Regions from separate parts of the Gossypium hirsutum genome. Here region 2 is linked to region 1. A link is a contact called in public Hi-C data. All regions are on one chromosome and are shown on one strand. The core of a region is the stretch at or near the end of the contact, and the rest is flanking DNA. Distances in the headings are between cores, read along the strand shown.

Region 1 (7,165 bases), core at 1,332-3,831:
CCTTAAAACGAAGGCAATGTTTGATGTTTGGAAATTCAGGAAATCGTGCCTTATCATGTTGGGTTTTGATTTCCCGTTTGTCCAAAATAATCAAATATTCCTTTAGAATTTCACTCGTGTTTTTCAAATTCTGAGACAATGCAATGTTCAATGTTTGGAAATTCGGGAATCGTGCCCTATCGTGCTGGGTTTCGATTTCTGGTTTGTTCAAAATAATTGAATATTCCTTCAGAATTTCACTCGTGTTTTACAAATTATAAAGCAAGGTAATATTCAATGTTTGGAAGTTTCAGGAATCGTGCTCTACTGTGTTAGGTTTCAGTTTTTCGTTGGACTAAATAATTGGGCATCATTTTGTAATTTTCAACATATAAACTTTTGGAAGTAAAAAATTTATCGTGTTTTCGAGGGTATAAAGGATCGTGTCTTATCGTGCTGGATGTGATGCTGTATACCTTTGAAACGAGAGAATTCGGACGACCAACTTAAGCCATTCAAATGTTTTAAAAGGAACCATATTTCAAAAATAGCTTTAAATCTTAGACATAAGGACAGTACTTAATCAATTTGGTACCAATTTTGGGCGTAGTGAGGGTGCTAATCCTTCGTCATACGTAACCGACTCCCGAACCCGTTTACTCAAATTTCGTAGGCCAAAATTGATTTAAATGGAATAAAATATTTTATTAAGGTGATCCAATCACACCAAAACAAAAGATTGGTGGCGACTCCACATTTGGGTTTCAAAACGTTTGTCGAAACCCTTTTTTTTATTTTGAAAGCAAAGGGGATCGACTTTTGAAAACAAAAATGTGGAGCCGCCACCAATCTCTTGATTTAGGTGCGATTGGACCACCTATTAAAACGCTTTGTTCAATGAAAAATAAATTTGGTTTAGTTAAAAAAAGGGGTTTGGGAGTCGGTTACGCATGAGGAAGGGTTAGCACCCTCATTACGCCTAAAAATTGGTACCCAATTGATTTGATACTGTCCTCATATCAAAAGTTTTAAAAGAAAAGATTTTCCGAAGTATGATTCTTTTAAAATGTTTGAATAGCTCAAATTAGCAGTAAAAAATCTCTTGTTTCAAAGATATGCGGTTTCATACCTAGTACGATTGGATACGATCCCTTATAAGTTTAAGATGCGATTGATTTTCAACTTTGGAAAACTCATACATTAAATTATAAAAGATTATCCAAATATTTGGTTCACCGGAAAAGTCATACCCAGTACGATTGAGCACGATTTTCCGAATTTCCTAAATATTAGATATTGCCTTATTTCAGAATTTTTGAACAATAAGGAAAATTGAGAATTTGCTCAAAACGCTTTTATTTTTCTTGAAATAACAACGAAACAACTAATATCAATCAAAATATTGAAGTTTGAATCACGATACAACAATATAGGAAAAAAAAAATCAAAGTTACAAACATGGATTACTATACGAAATATTATACAAGTAAACAAAAAGAACAAATTAACATACACACAATAGCAATGAGCTCGCATCCAAGAAACTAATTAGAAAGAAATATAACAAGTTTCGGACATAGATGGACAAAAACTTAAATAATAGTGCAAAAAGCTAATAATCAATATAAAACGATAATACATGAAACAATATGAAAACTAAAGCAACACATAGCATACAAAACAATTTGAAAATAATTTGAAAACTATTAAATATATGAAAATTTACAAAATGAACAACACATGATTGGATTTGAAATAATGTACATATATAAAAATAAAACTAAGATTATGTAAATGAGTATTTAAATATATATTGTGAAAGAAGAAATTTGGAGCCAATAACATAAAAAAAATTAATCTAATTAAAGGTGATAATATACATGCCATAATAGAAAAAATCAATGTATACAATATATAATGGAAATATAATAAAATAAAGGATAAACAATATACATGAAAAAAAATAACAAACCAATCTATAACAAAGCAATATATACATGTAAGGATCTTTAATAACAAAGAAATAATAAAATATGTCTTCTAAAGAATAAGCTATATACATAATAAACAGATTTAAAAGCAATTATATAAAATAACATGGAATTAATCAATGTATATAAAATAAAACCAATTTTAATATAAATTATATATATTAACAATATATATAAGGGTAGTTAAATTAAATATTATACAAAATTTTGAAATAATATAATATATAAAAGGTGATTTTAAAATAATAATTTTGTAATAAAAACAAAATAATTTATCAAGATAATTTAAAATGTATAAAAATAAGAGATAAAAAAATGAATTATACAAATTAAAATGGAAAAAAAACTTAATTGAAATAAAAATCAAACTAGAGGGATAATTAATAAAATAAAAAACTATTGAAATTAAAATAATGACTGAAGCTCAATGCGCGCGAACGTCCAAGGATCAAAACTGAAAATATTCCAGATCCCAAAACATGGCGTTTAGGCGCAGATTAAATTGCAAAGACGCGCAAATTCTATGCCAAATTTGAAATGAAGTAAAGTGGAAATAAGGTTCAATTTAAAGGTCTGCGCGAAAACGAACTAGTCGCGCAATTTGACCATTCGAAGTAAAAGGGCGCGGATCTGGGCCACAAAACGGGTCGGCGTGCGGATCTTCTTCCTCCAGACGGTACCGTTTCATGTTCTGCACAAAATAAGGTAAAAACCTTAAAACTAATAAAAACAAATCAAAATAAAACAAAACCTAAGGTCTATCCCTTATTCATTCGACCGGAAGCTTCACAACCGCCATTTCATCTCCATATTCAACAGACGACGTCAGACGAAAGCTTAATCTGGCCCTATTTGACCGCAAATCCATGAGTTTTTCTAGGCTTTAACTTCAATCCTCATCTAGGCTTCGATTACCACGAAGCAAACAAGGATTTTGAAGCTTCCAAAAAAAAGTTAAGTCTCTCCCCTTTACTTATTTTTTTTGCTTTCATATGTAGTAACAAAGCTTTAAAAAAAATAGGAGCTGAATCCAAAAGAAAATAAAATCTAAATCACCTTTTGAAAAACTGCTCTTGAGATGATTTCTTATTCAAACTTTTCTAGATTTGTACTCATAAAATATGCGTGTGTATTTTCTGAAAAAAACTGATCCTCTTTATAGCTGATTCTCTGGCTTTTTTAGCCGAATCAAGAGAAATAAGAAAAAATAAATAAAAATAAAAGAAAATACAATGGCCTTGGATTTTCTGTTATGCATTTGCTGTCAATTGTTGTATATCTGCTGTGTTGTTTGCTAGTCCATTTTGCAGGTACAAAGGTCGTGGTGTTGCTGACGCGGTGGGACTGTTCATGGGAGCTATAGTAGTGGCTTCCAGAAGCTTCAATTGACTTGGGCCCTGGGAGCTTACCTCGGAGTCAAGCTGTTGGAGCTTGGAGGCTATTGCGGCACGAGGAGACTTCAGAAACCCTTAAGGTTTCTGAAAGAATTTAGACATTGGGCCTTTTGGGTTAATTTTACTTTGGACAAAGGTTTAAATTTGGGCTGTTATTTTTGGGCTTTTGTACTTAGGCTAATTGATCTAGACTTATTTAGGTTTTAAATTAACTCAGGCTCTTTGGGGTTTATTAAGCTATAAATGTAAATGGACTGGAACTATTAAAACATTTGGTTTTATTTATTTTATTTTTTTGGTTTTTGTGTGGACCCAGGCACAAATTGGGTCTTACAAAGTTGATCCCCGTTGTTTTCAAAAATCAAAATAAAAAAATAGTTTCAACAGCTTGGTGACTCCACTGAGGACCCAACAAGAGAGTCAAGCCATAAAATTGATTATTTGTTGTCCTTTTGTCAAAATATTGAAACTTTGTTTTGAAAATCATGATTGCATTTGTTTGTCTGATTGTTATGGTTTGGGTCTTGTAGAATAATATTGCATTGCATTGCATGACCGTTGTGGCTATACCTTTAAGTGGGAGTAAGAAAGTATGCTTTCGTAAGGTTTTCACCTCCGCATTGGCTAGTGGATTGCTTCCTGGATACATCTGTACCTATACTTTCGTGAGATTTTCATCTCTGTATGGTCATAGGGAAATGTATTCCCCTGAATCGAACTCGATCCATATGAGCCTATAATGGGTGAGGATTGAGGAATCTGCTGGTTCAGGTACCTTCTCTTTAGAACCGAACCACATATAGTGAACCTTAAGAGCTACCCTTAGGTAGAGTCATGTTAAGCATTAGTAGTGGCCCATATCTGTGTTCTGATTATTTTTGGTTTCTGTTGGTATCGTATTACTTATATTTGATACTAACTTGTGTTTTGTTTTGATTGTGTTTTGCATGACATTGCATACTAAAGGAGGTGTTAATTCATATTTGATTACTAACTTAGAAGATTTAACATGGAGAATACGGCCGACCTTGCATGGTCAGAGAAGTTACAATCTGAGAAAGAGGATAGCCTGGTAGAAGGATATACATCAGAGTTGCAGGAATTCACTTGCGTCAATGTAACACAAAATAAGTTACAAGAGTTGAGAGATATATGGGCTCATTGGGATGAGGGAACGAAACAGTTGTTCTATCAAAGCTATGGTGATATATCCTACTTGCTAAATATTAAGGTGGACAAGTATCTGTTTCGAGTTATAGTTAAATTTTGGAATTCTGCTTACAAGTGTTTCACTTTTGGGGAAGTGGATTTAGTGCCTACCGTGGAGGAATATACTACCCTGCTCAAGTGTTCAAAAGTTCAAGTTAGAAAAGCTTATGCCAAGGTTTAATGGTCAAACTTTCGTGAAAAAATTGATGAATCTTTCAGGGATGAGTGAGCCTTGGGTCACTGCTCGAATTCAACAAAAGGGGGATAGTAATTGTATCCCTTGGGAGAATTTGAGAGATTTGGTTTTAACATATCCAGATGAAAGAAAGAGGGTCGATATCTTCGCCTTAAGTATCTATGGATTGGTAATTTTTCCTTAAGCTTTAAGGCATGTAGATGAGGCAGTCACTGACTTATTCAACCATCTTGAGAAGGAATCACACTTGTACCTACAATATTGGCTGAGACGTTCAGATCCTTAAGCATTTGTCAGAAGACGGGCGAGGGGCGTCTTATTGGGTGTGCATAGCTGTTGATGGTGTGGTTCCATGGGCACTTTTGAAAGGTAAACAAGGTTTCTTACCGGGTCTTTTCTGAAAGTTATTCCCCGTTAAAGGAAGAGGCAGCCATGCAGAGGAGAGACGATATTTCAGAGGGAAAATGGATGGAAATTCTTCAGAATCTCAAGGAAGAGGACATAGCGTGGAGAGCTCTTTGGATGGTTTCTAATGAAATCCTATATCGATGCGGGAATTTTGATTGGGTACCATTGTCAAGAATTTGTAGAGCTACTGGGTATACTCCATTGCTTGCATTAAAGCAATATAAATTGAGGCAACTTGTACCCACAACTTACGGGCTTGCTCAGTGTGAATTCTCCTATAAATGTGACCACTATAAGAATAAGGTTTGGGAACTGCCTGATGCTTGGAAGCAAACTCGTTGGATGAAGAGGTTGGCTGTCGGTTCCATGGTGACACCTGAATACAATGGATGGTTTAGGAAAAAGGTCAATGATAATATTCCTACGCCAAGTTTAGAAGATACTCGACCTATGGAAGAACAATTACAAGTTGCCCCATCAGAGTTAGAAATTATAAAACAAAATTTTGAGAAGAAGAGTTTTGAGCTTGGGAAGAAGATCGAATAGTTAGAGGAAGAAAAGATGCATCTGAGATTAGATGTAGACATTCAGAGGTCAGAGGATGAGAAGTGGAGAAAAGGGAAAAGTAAGGCCAAAGAGGATCTGGATAGTTTGAAGGCAGATTATAAGAAGTTATGCCTGTCTATGAGGACTGCTGGGTTAGGTAAAACTTCAAAGCAATCGCGCCAGCAAATTCGAGAGGAAAAGATCAAAGCCGACCGATGGGAAAGGAAATTCCGAGAGGCTCAGGCATGAAATGAGGATTTAGAGAAGAGTCTGTTAGAAAGTAGAAATGAACGAGGTGAATTAAGGGTTAAAGTGGCAGAACTCGAGAAGTCTATTCATCAGTACCAAAGCCGTAATACCGCAATAGAGTTGAGAGTAAGCTTGAGTAAGGTAGAAGAAATGAAAAGCAAAGTAGAAGAATTAGAAGTGTCATTACAAAGCTGTGAGATGCGGATTCAATTTTTCGAAGCAAGTGAGGAGCGTTGGAAGAACAGCTTCACCATGCGCAAGACCAAGTCAGAAACAGGGATTACATTATGGGAGAAGTCGTAATCCAGATTTAGGAGGTAGCCGATTACTTGCAAATTTTAGCGGTACAAGCGGACATACTGAGCGTGAAGTACGAGCTAGAGTCAGATCGGGGGCAGGAGCTAGCCTCGTTGCTTAGGAAAATTAAGGCTCTGAGCATTAGGGTGAAGTCTTATTTGTAACTCAGTTTTATGTAAAGAATTTTATTTTCTAGTAAAGTTTTCTAAATGGAATTGAATTAAAATCAATGCCTCATTTGCATTCATGCATTTGTATTACATTACAATATGCATTAAAGGTCATAAAAAGATTCTAATTAATTAATAATTATTTCAATAATCTGGAAACCAACGAAAACCAACCAAGTACGCACCCTTACGGTACAAGGAAAAAGACCAAATCAATGGACAAAAAAAATGCAAAAGGACACGTAGGAACAAATGCAGTCACAGATGCAAGAACAGCTAACCAAGATTCAACAAGAGATGAAAGATCAAATGATGGAATCCCAAAGAAAGATATGAGTCAGTTATCCCAATTGCTGATGGGAAGAATGGATAAGGGAAAGGGTCCGATAGATAATGTAGGGAAAATAATGAAGACCGTCAATATCCTCCTGGCTTTACTTCAATACATGTACCGACACAACCTGAGATTAATCTACAAAGACCATTTGTTATGATTAGACCTCAACAGATTCAGGCTGGAGCTTCGATACCAATAAATTTCCAAGCTGGCTCAAGCTTTAACCCTGTCAATAACCCGAATTACCCACTTGTTCCTGATTTGGATGAAGTTACAGAAGAGGAAAAGGCAAAAATAGAATCACAAAAACAATTAGAGGAATGGTGTAAATGGTTGGAGGAAAAATTCAGAGCAATGGAAAGTGCTGATAGTTATCATGGAATTGACGC
Region 2 (6,951 bases), core at 1,187-3,686, 360 kb after region 1:
TAATCTTTGGAAAAATGATCTTGAAACGATTCGCAACAATCTTCATCACAAGTTTATATAACATAAAGCACAGACTAATCGGTCTATATTGAGCAAATTCATCAGGATTATCAACCTTAGGAATGAGGAAAATTAACGTGTTATTCAACTCAGTGTCGATGGTGCCCCATTAAAGATACTTTTCACCCAATTACAAACCTCGTCCCCTACCGTATTCCACTGCTTCTGGAAAAAAAGTGCATGGAAACCATCACTGCCAGGAGCTTTGAGAGGTGCCATATCAAAGAGAGCCACCTTGATTTCCTCATTAGAAACATGCCTTTCCAAAAAAGAAATATCATCTTGACCAAGGCTAGGGAACTTACTAGGAGGTAAACATCCCATGGGTCCAGGTGGCTCCCCATATAAATTCTGTAGAAATTTATTAGCCTCAGCTTCAATAACTTCCGTGTCATAAATCCACTCCCCACAGTCGTTGCGAATCATAGTAATACGGTTATTCTTCCTTTGTCGTGTCGTACGAGTATGAAAGAACTTAGTATTGCGATCTCCAAGATTAAGCCAATCAAAACGAGCCTTTTGTTTCCACAGAAGTTCTTCGTGGCGAAGAACAGTCTCCAATTCTTGTCGAATCTTTAACTCTACCTGGGCTAGCCGATTAGACCCTGAGAGATCCATAATTTTCTAGATTTTAGTGAGCTCCTTAAGAAGAGACCTTTTATGAGAAGTGATACGATCGTAAATCGTCTTATTCCAATCCTTAAGCTCACGAGTGAACATACTTAAAGAATTAGATATGTCACCAGAGAAGTCCCAGTTATCTTCCACAAACTTTCCAAACTCGGGATGTTCAACCCATCCGGCCAGAAAACGAAAAGGCCGGCCTTTGGGGAGAGAGACCTTTGGATTTAATAAGAGGAGAAAAGACCTATGGTCGAACTTAATTTTTGGGAGATGAGTGACCAAACTATTGGGAAAAGCTTGAACCCAAGCTTCATTTCCCAAAGCCATATCAAGTCTTTCAAAAAGCAGTCCCCTATGCCAAGTAAAGGGTGGACCTCTGAACCCTAAATCATGAAGTTTAGCTTTATCCACAAAATCACCAAAGAGAGGGCAGTGCCTACCTGTAGACATACCACCTAATTTCTCAGATGGCAAAAGAATAACGTTGAAATCTCCAATAGCAACCCATGGAACGTTCCCTAAGGGAATCGAGCTTTTCAATATATCCCATAAATCCGAGCACTTCTGCTTATTCGGACTCCCATATACAAACGAATAAAGATAGAATTTGAAGAAAACGTAGTCCCAACCCGAGCCATGATGAATTGAGGATGATTAAAAATTATCTCAAGGCAAACAAAGTTCTTCCAACCAATCCAATACCCCCCGAGAAACCAATCGCTTTGACACGGTGTGAATTAGGGAAACCCAATTTAGCAATACTGTGATCTACTTTAGACCCACTAACTCTTGTCTCGAGTAGACTAATAATATCAGGACTATGTTCCTGATAATATTCTCAAAAAATACGAGGAAACTTAACACTAACACAACTTTGACAATTCCAAGAAAATATTGTAAAATTCATATATAAAAAATAATAATAATTAGAAAAACATACGAATTACTATCGGGAGGCATTGTCCCCATCCTTAACCAAGGCTCTCCCTTCCGATCTAGAATTAAGATCCTTACAAAGGTTAGGACTAGATATAAATTTAGCCATTTCCTCCATAGATTCGACCAAGGATACTCTATAATTTCCTGAAGCTTTGAACCGACTCCCACTACCACGCAAAGCATTGGACGCTTTTTGACCATTGCCCCAATTAAATCTTTACCACCAAACTTCTCTCTAGAAACGGGTACTCCTTCACCAAAATTTCCACAAGTAGATTTATCCGAGCTACCTTTTCCTTTTTTTATGGGAGGGGTCTTTAAAATTTATTGCAGAATGTTTCTCGGGTTCCAAGACATCCTCTGAAATAATAACAGGGGTGCCCTCAGAGCATTCGAAAGCCAGTTGAAGTGCGCTACAATATTATCAAAATTTCCACCATTTGAAACCCCTTGAACTTTATTTGAGCAATCCCCACATTTAACATCATCCACGACCATATCAATAATTGAACTGGCATGGTGCGTTGTACCTGCATTATTAAAATTAGAATTAGAATTAGAATTAAATTCTAGATTTTTAATTTCCTTGCGCAAGATTTGAGTAAAGTTATTATCATGCATTGGCCTTTTGTCCAAGGCATTTTGGCCCAAAATTATGTGCGAATTTGGTTCCTTCGTGGGCCCACCAGAAAGTTGTCCCAATTTAGCCCAGTTTTCCACCGCATCAGCTTCTTTGGAGAGCTCAGGATCTGAACTGGATTTATGAGCTAGGTCAGGAGTTAACCGCAGGCTGACATTCTTCAAAGCATCGTTCCCTTTTGGCCCATCTGTGGCCTTTACTTTGGAAGGCTTAGTGGGTATATTACTTGGACCAACACTAGAGTCCAAATCCCCCAAAGAGTTAACCCCAATTCTGGCATTTAGACTACCCTTTCTAGCATCATTAAAATCATAATCTCCCACCGACAGAAGATTCCTAACAGGCATATCATAAGTATCGCTATTTTCATCTTCCCCTATTAACGCTAAAAACCTAGACGCCAACGGTTCCTTCTGATGATTTTCCCCTTTAATCTCTCCTTTGTTAGATCTAGCATTTCCCCGACCATTCCTCAAATTTCGCTGCGATTTCCTCTCAACCGGCATCCACGGGCCAAATTCTGGTCTAGCTTCTTCGGCATTTCCACCAGCGGCCTTAACCGACACATCTTTGACTACTTCTGACTGGCTGATAGGATTTCGATTCGCATTCTCCTTAGGAGAAAAATCTTTGACATGACCATATTTTCCACGTCCAAAGCAAACCGTGGGGAGAGCCTCATATTCCACCCTCTGAGCGATGCCATCGATCAAAACCTGAGAAATCAAGGGTTTGTCGAGATTTAAAAAAATAGCAAGACGAACAAACCGGCCTCTGGATCTATTATCTGTGTGGAAATCCAGTTTGACAACTTTTCCAATAAGCCCCCCAATAGCCTCCACAATTTGCCGATGATACAAAAACCTCGGTAGACCCAGTAACCAAATCCAAGCCAAAACCACACTGGGATACAGTTGCATAGGGTTGAAATCCTTGGTCCAAGGTTGAACCGTGAGGTATTGTCCAAAGATGATCCATGGTCCTTGTGATAAAACACGATCATAATCAGCCCTTTTCAAAAAACGAACCAGGTAATAACCATTTTCAATATCCATAAGATGAAACGAAGAACAAGGTTTCCACAAGTTAGAAACACGATTATATAAAGTATTTAAAACAACGTTTCTCCCTAACAATTTAATAATAACTATTAGTTCCATTTCTTTATAAAGAATTTCTTTAACACGATCTGAGAAACTAATAGCTGGAATTCCATTGACGATAGAAACTTTCACGTCGTCTGCTAGTAGATTGATATCTCCATCACTCGCACTGTCCCTTCTGACAGAAGAATCATATGTTGGAAAATTTGGACATCACATATATAATAAGGATAATTACATGTTATTATTTACTATCATGATAGGTTAGCCCAAATTAAAAGTGATCTAATTTGGTTAGAATTTTATTGGGCTTTTAATTATTAAATAAAGAAAGTATGGGTCAAATATGTGTAGATACTCTTCTAATCAAATTCTAATTAATGATGGGCTAATTAGAATTTGATTAGAACTAATATGCTAAAGTTATAAATATTAGGGTTATGGTCCCAAATTATACACAAGATATCTTTTCTAATATCCCATCATTAGGAAAGAAAGAGTAGATATTCTCTGAGTTTCTTGTGTGCTAATTTGGAAGATCAAATCCCCAAGTTTCAGAAAGTTTCAAGGAATCCATGGATTCAAGTACGCTTCCGCATCTAGTTTTGTTCTTGATTTATTCTTAATGATTTGACATAACAGATCCTGGTTTATTAAGTTATATTGTAGATTTATTTTATAAATTCTAACAAGTGGCATCCGAGCCTCGTCATATCGAATCATTGGAAATTGATTCAGGTTCTTCATTTGAATAATTGATTCTTGAAATTTCATGGGTTTTATATTTCGGATATATATGTTGTTTTTTGAAAATTTATATTAAAGTTTTCTTTATCTTGAATTCATATTAAAAAAAATTGGGTGATTTTCATATTAAAATTGGGTAATATTATTTGATACCTACGTTTTTAAGTTTTATTTGAAAATATTGCGATTCAGTTCTTGTGTATTTGCAAGGCATGTGATTATTATTATTTTAATCCATATGACATTTAAAATACATATATATAAATATATATATAGAAATTGATTCATATCTATGTTTTGTTTGTTTATATAAATATATAAAATATGCATGCTTTGATTGGTTTAATGTTTTGGAAAATAATATAAATATATATTTATGTTTTATCTTTTAATTTGATTGAAAGATGAAATTAAGGTAAATATTTTGGAACAAATAAATTCAGATTTTGGCTTTTAATTAAGGATATCTAATATTTTAAATAAATTAGTTGAAACAAAATGTGACCTCTTTTGTGTAGATTAGTTTATTTGAAATACTAAGATGGTTATATGTTTTTGTGATTCATGCGTTTATTGATTGACCCAAAGGTAAGTTAATATTTGGCAAAATTACAACGACATCTGTTGTAACACCCTAATACCTGTGTCTAATATTAATTTAAATAATTAGAACAATAATTGCACGTTTCCAGGAGTAACTTCTATAGTATGCGCATACTAAAACAAGGGTAAAAATGTAAGGTGATTTTTCTCCTCTTGACCGAATACACATACATAATGTATCTTGAATGCTTAACATGTTAGTTCAAGCATAACATAATCACACTCATATCACAATATGAACTTATATGTCAAGTTGATTTCACTTCAAGATTTATATTTAAACCATTATCAAATCCATACATAGAACTTTAGCCATATTCGCATGCCTTTATATATACAATACTATCAAAATAGCAAACCTCCCAAAATATTATTCTATACATGCCATAATGTCTACTAGAGCTTTAAACAAAGATACCAAAAGGGTTGTCAAAAGATGTGATGACTTCGTAACGAATCCAAGCTTTCCTCAACAAGATGATCTATACAAAACCAATAAACACACCAAGTGAGTTATTAACTCAATAAGTCCTAAGAAATTTCAAAAATGTAATGATCCAATTATCTTAACAAAAATAAAGTTTCAATCCAATATTAGCCGAATTCAAACATGATATCACAAGGAAATCTTATGTCACATGTGTACATTATGAATTTGGTACATTCTTACCCGAATTCACTATGTACTCCTACACCATTTAATCGCAAATTGAAAAGACCATGGTAAATGTCATATGCATATCATTTGCGTATATATAAATGACAAACAATGTTCAATTAATTAAATAAAGCACAAACCAAGCCCCTCCATCTATCAATCAAATCTCCAATCCATTTAGATTCATTTATCACTAATTTATATCTTTGTTCAATTATATACTAATTGAGCCGATTACCTTTCTCTTCTTTCTCTCTTCCCAAGCATTATCTATTAATATACAGATTAAGATCAAGTCCCATGTCTAATATCCAGGCACATTTCATTACTCCCAGTTTAAAGTTCTAAACTTTTTCATTTGCACAAGCAATTCTCCACGATCGATATCGCACACTTAATGCTCGATTTAGAGGTCCGCACACATAGTGCCACGTTTCCCTCGCACACATAGTGCTATGTAATCTTGCACACATAGTGCCACGTAGTTTTTGCACACATAGTGCCACATAACCTCGCACACATAGTGCTGAAATTTCTTATCTATAGCTACCACAATGTCATAGATAGGTTGATAAATCTCACATTCAATTTTCAAAAATTCATACATACCATGATTTCTTATCCAACCTATTTTATGTCATTTATGTGCAATATTAATCGTAACTTAAATTACTTAGGAACTTACCTTTTTAGTCGGATGAACAACTCTGATCAGCTACTCAACCGCTTTCGCTTTTCCTTTGGCCGAACTTGGCTCCCTTTGATCTTGAGCTCCAACTAAGCAAATAAAATAACTCAATCATCGTAGCCCCAATTTATATTCAATCTTCATAGACACACACACAGATTCGGTATTCCATCTAGTATTAACCAAGCCATAACAATATAAAGTTTAACCTTTAAACTTAATGCACATTTAAACATACTTCTCATCTATTCCATTTATTCGCTACATAATACAAGATAAATTTCAGCAATTCACATTTCCAAATTTTTCAATACTAAATAATTTGTAAATTAATTAGCTAAACTCATTTTCGGTTAGTATTCATCTAAATACCATCAAGCTCATATACTTCTAATTTCATGAGTTCAACATCTTAATGTCCATTCAAATCACTCAAATAAATTTCTAATACATAATTTAAGTTACTCAAACAATCTAAATTTAAATTCGGCAAACACCATACCAAACTATTTTAATCAAATTCTCCATAGCACATAAACTAAAATATGCACATTAAAACTTGCTCAAATTTTCATTATGCCTTTCACTCCTAAAATATAAAAATATAAATCTTATTCCTCCATCCATATCTCGGTCAATTGCTCAAATTACTCCATAACATGAATTTTGCAGTTTAACTAATCGACCAGGACTCATTCGGCCTTAATACTTATTTGAATCATTTCTCATAAAAGAAAATAGAAAAAAAAATGAAATGAACATTTTATTTAAACCACATATAGCCGAATGCACAAAGTATTACCCAACTAACAATTCAATAAGATTTACCTCATTCTAACATCTACTTATTCAATTCAACATGAAAACAACCTCAAATTCCTACATCTTG

Evidence for each region. A called contact is a pair of places that touch in the nucleus more often than the background predicts.
Region 2: a Hi-C map of leaf shows a contact between it and region 1, with 2.0 times the contacts expected there. The contact joins two enhancer-like sites. A contact is called at or near these places in 3 of 34 Hi-C or Micro-C datasets (all in leaf).

Annotation. Positions count from the first base shown.
Region 1 is chrA04:8,900,015-8,907,179 of Gossypium_hirsutum_v2.1, forward strand. No RefSeq gene overlaps it. Among protein-coding and RNA genes, the nearest start is that of LOC107948686, 19 kb to the left of the region's middle. Within about 2 kb of position 2,582, at least 9 of the 9 cell types and tissues checked have an H3K27ac peak or open chromatin away from gene starts, as enhancers often do. A contact at or near this core is called in leaf, where this site is marked.
Region 2 is chrA04:9,255,870-9,262,820 of Gossypium_hirsutum_v2.1, forward strand. LOC107908079 reads right to left here. Exons shown (of 5, transcript XM_041111159.1): 3 at 2,310-3,544; 4 at 2,005-2,153; 5 at 685-1,248. The coding sequence ends at 685. Among protein-coding and RNA genes, the nearest start is that of LOC107908079, 12 kb to the right of the region's middle. Within about 2 kb of position 2,437, at least 9 of the 9 cell types and tissues checked have an H3K27ac peak or open chromatin away from gene starts, as enhancers often do. A contact at or near this core is called in leaf, where this site is marked.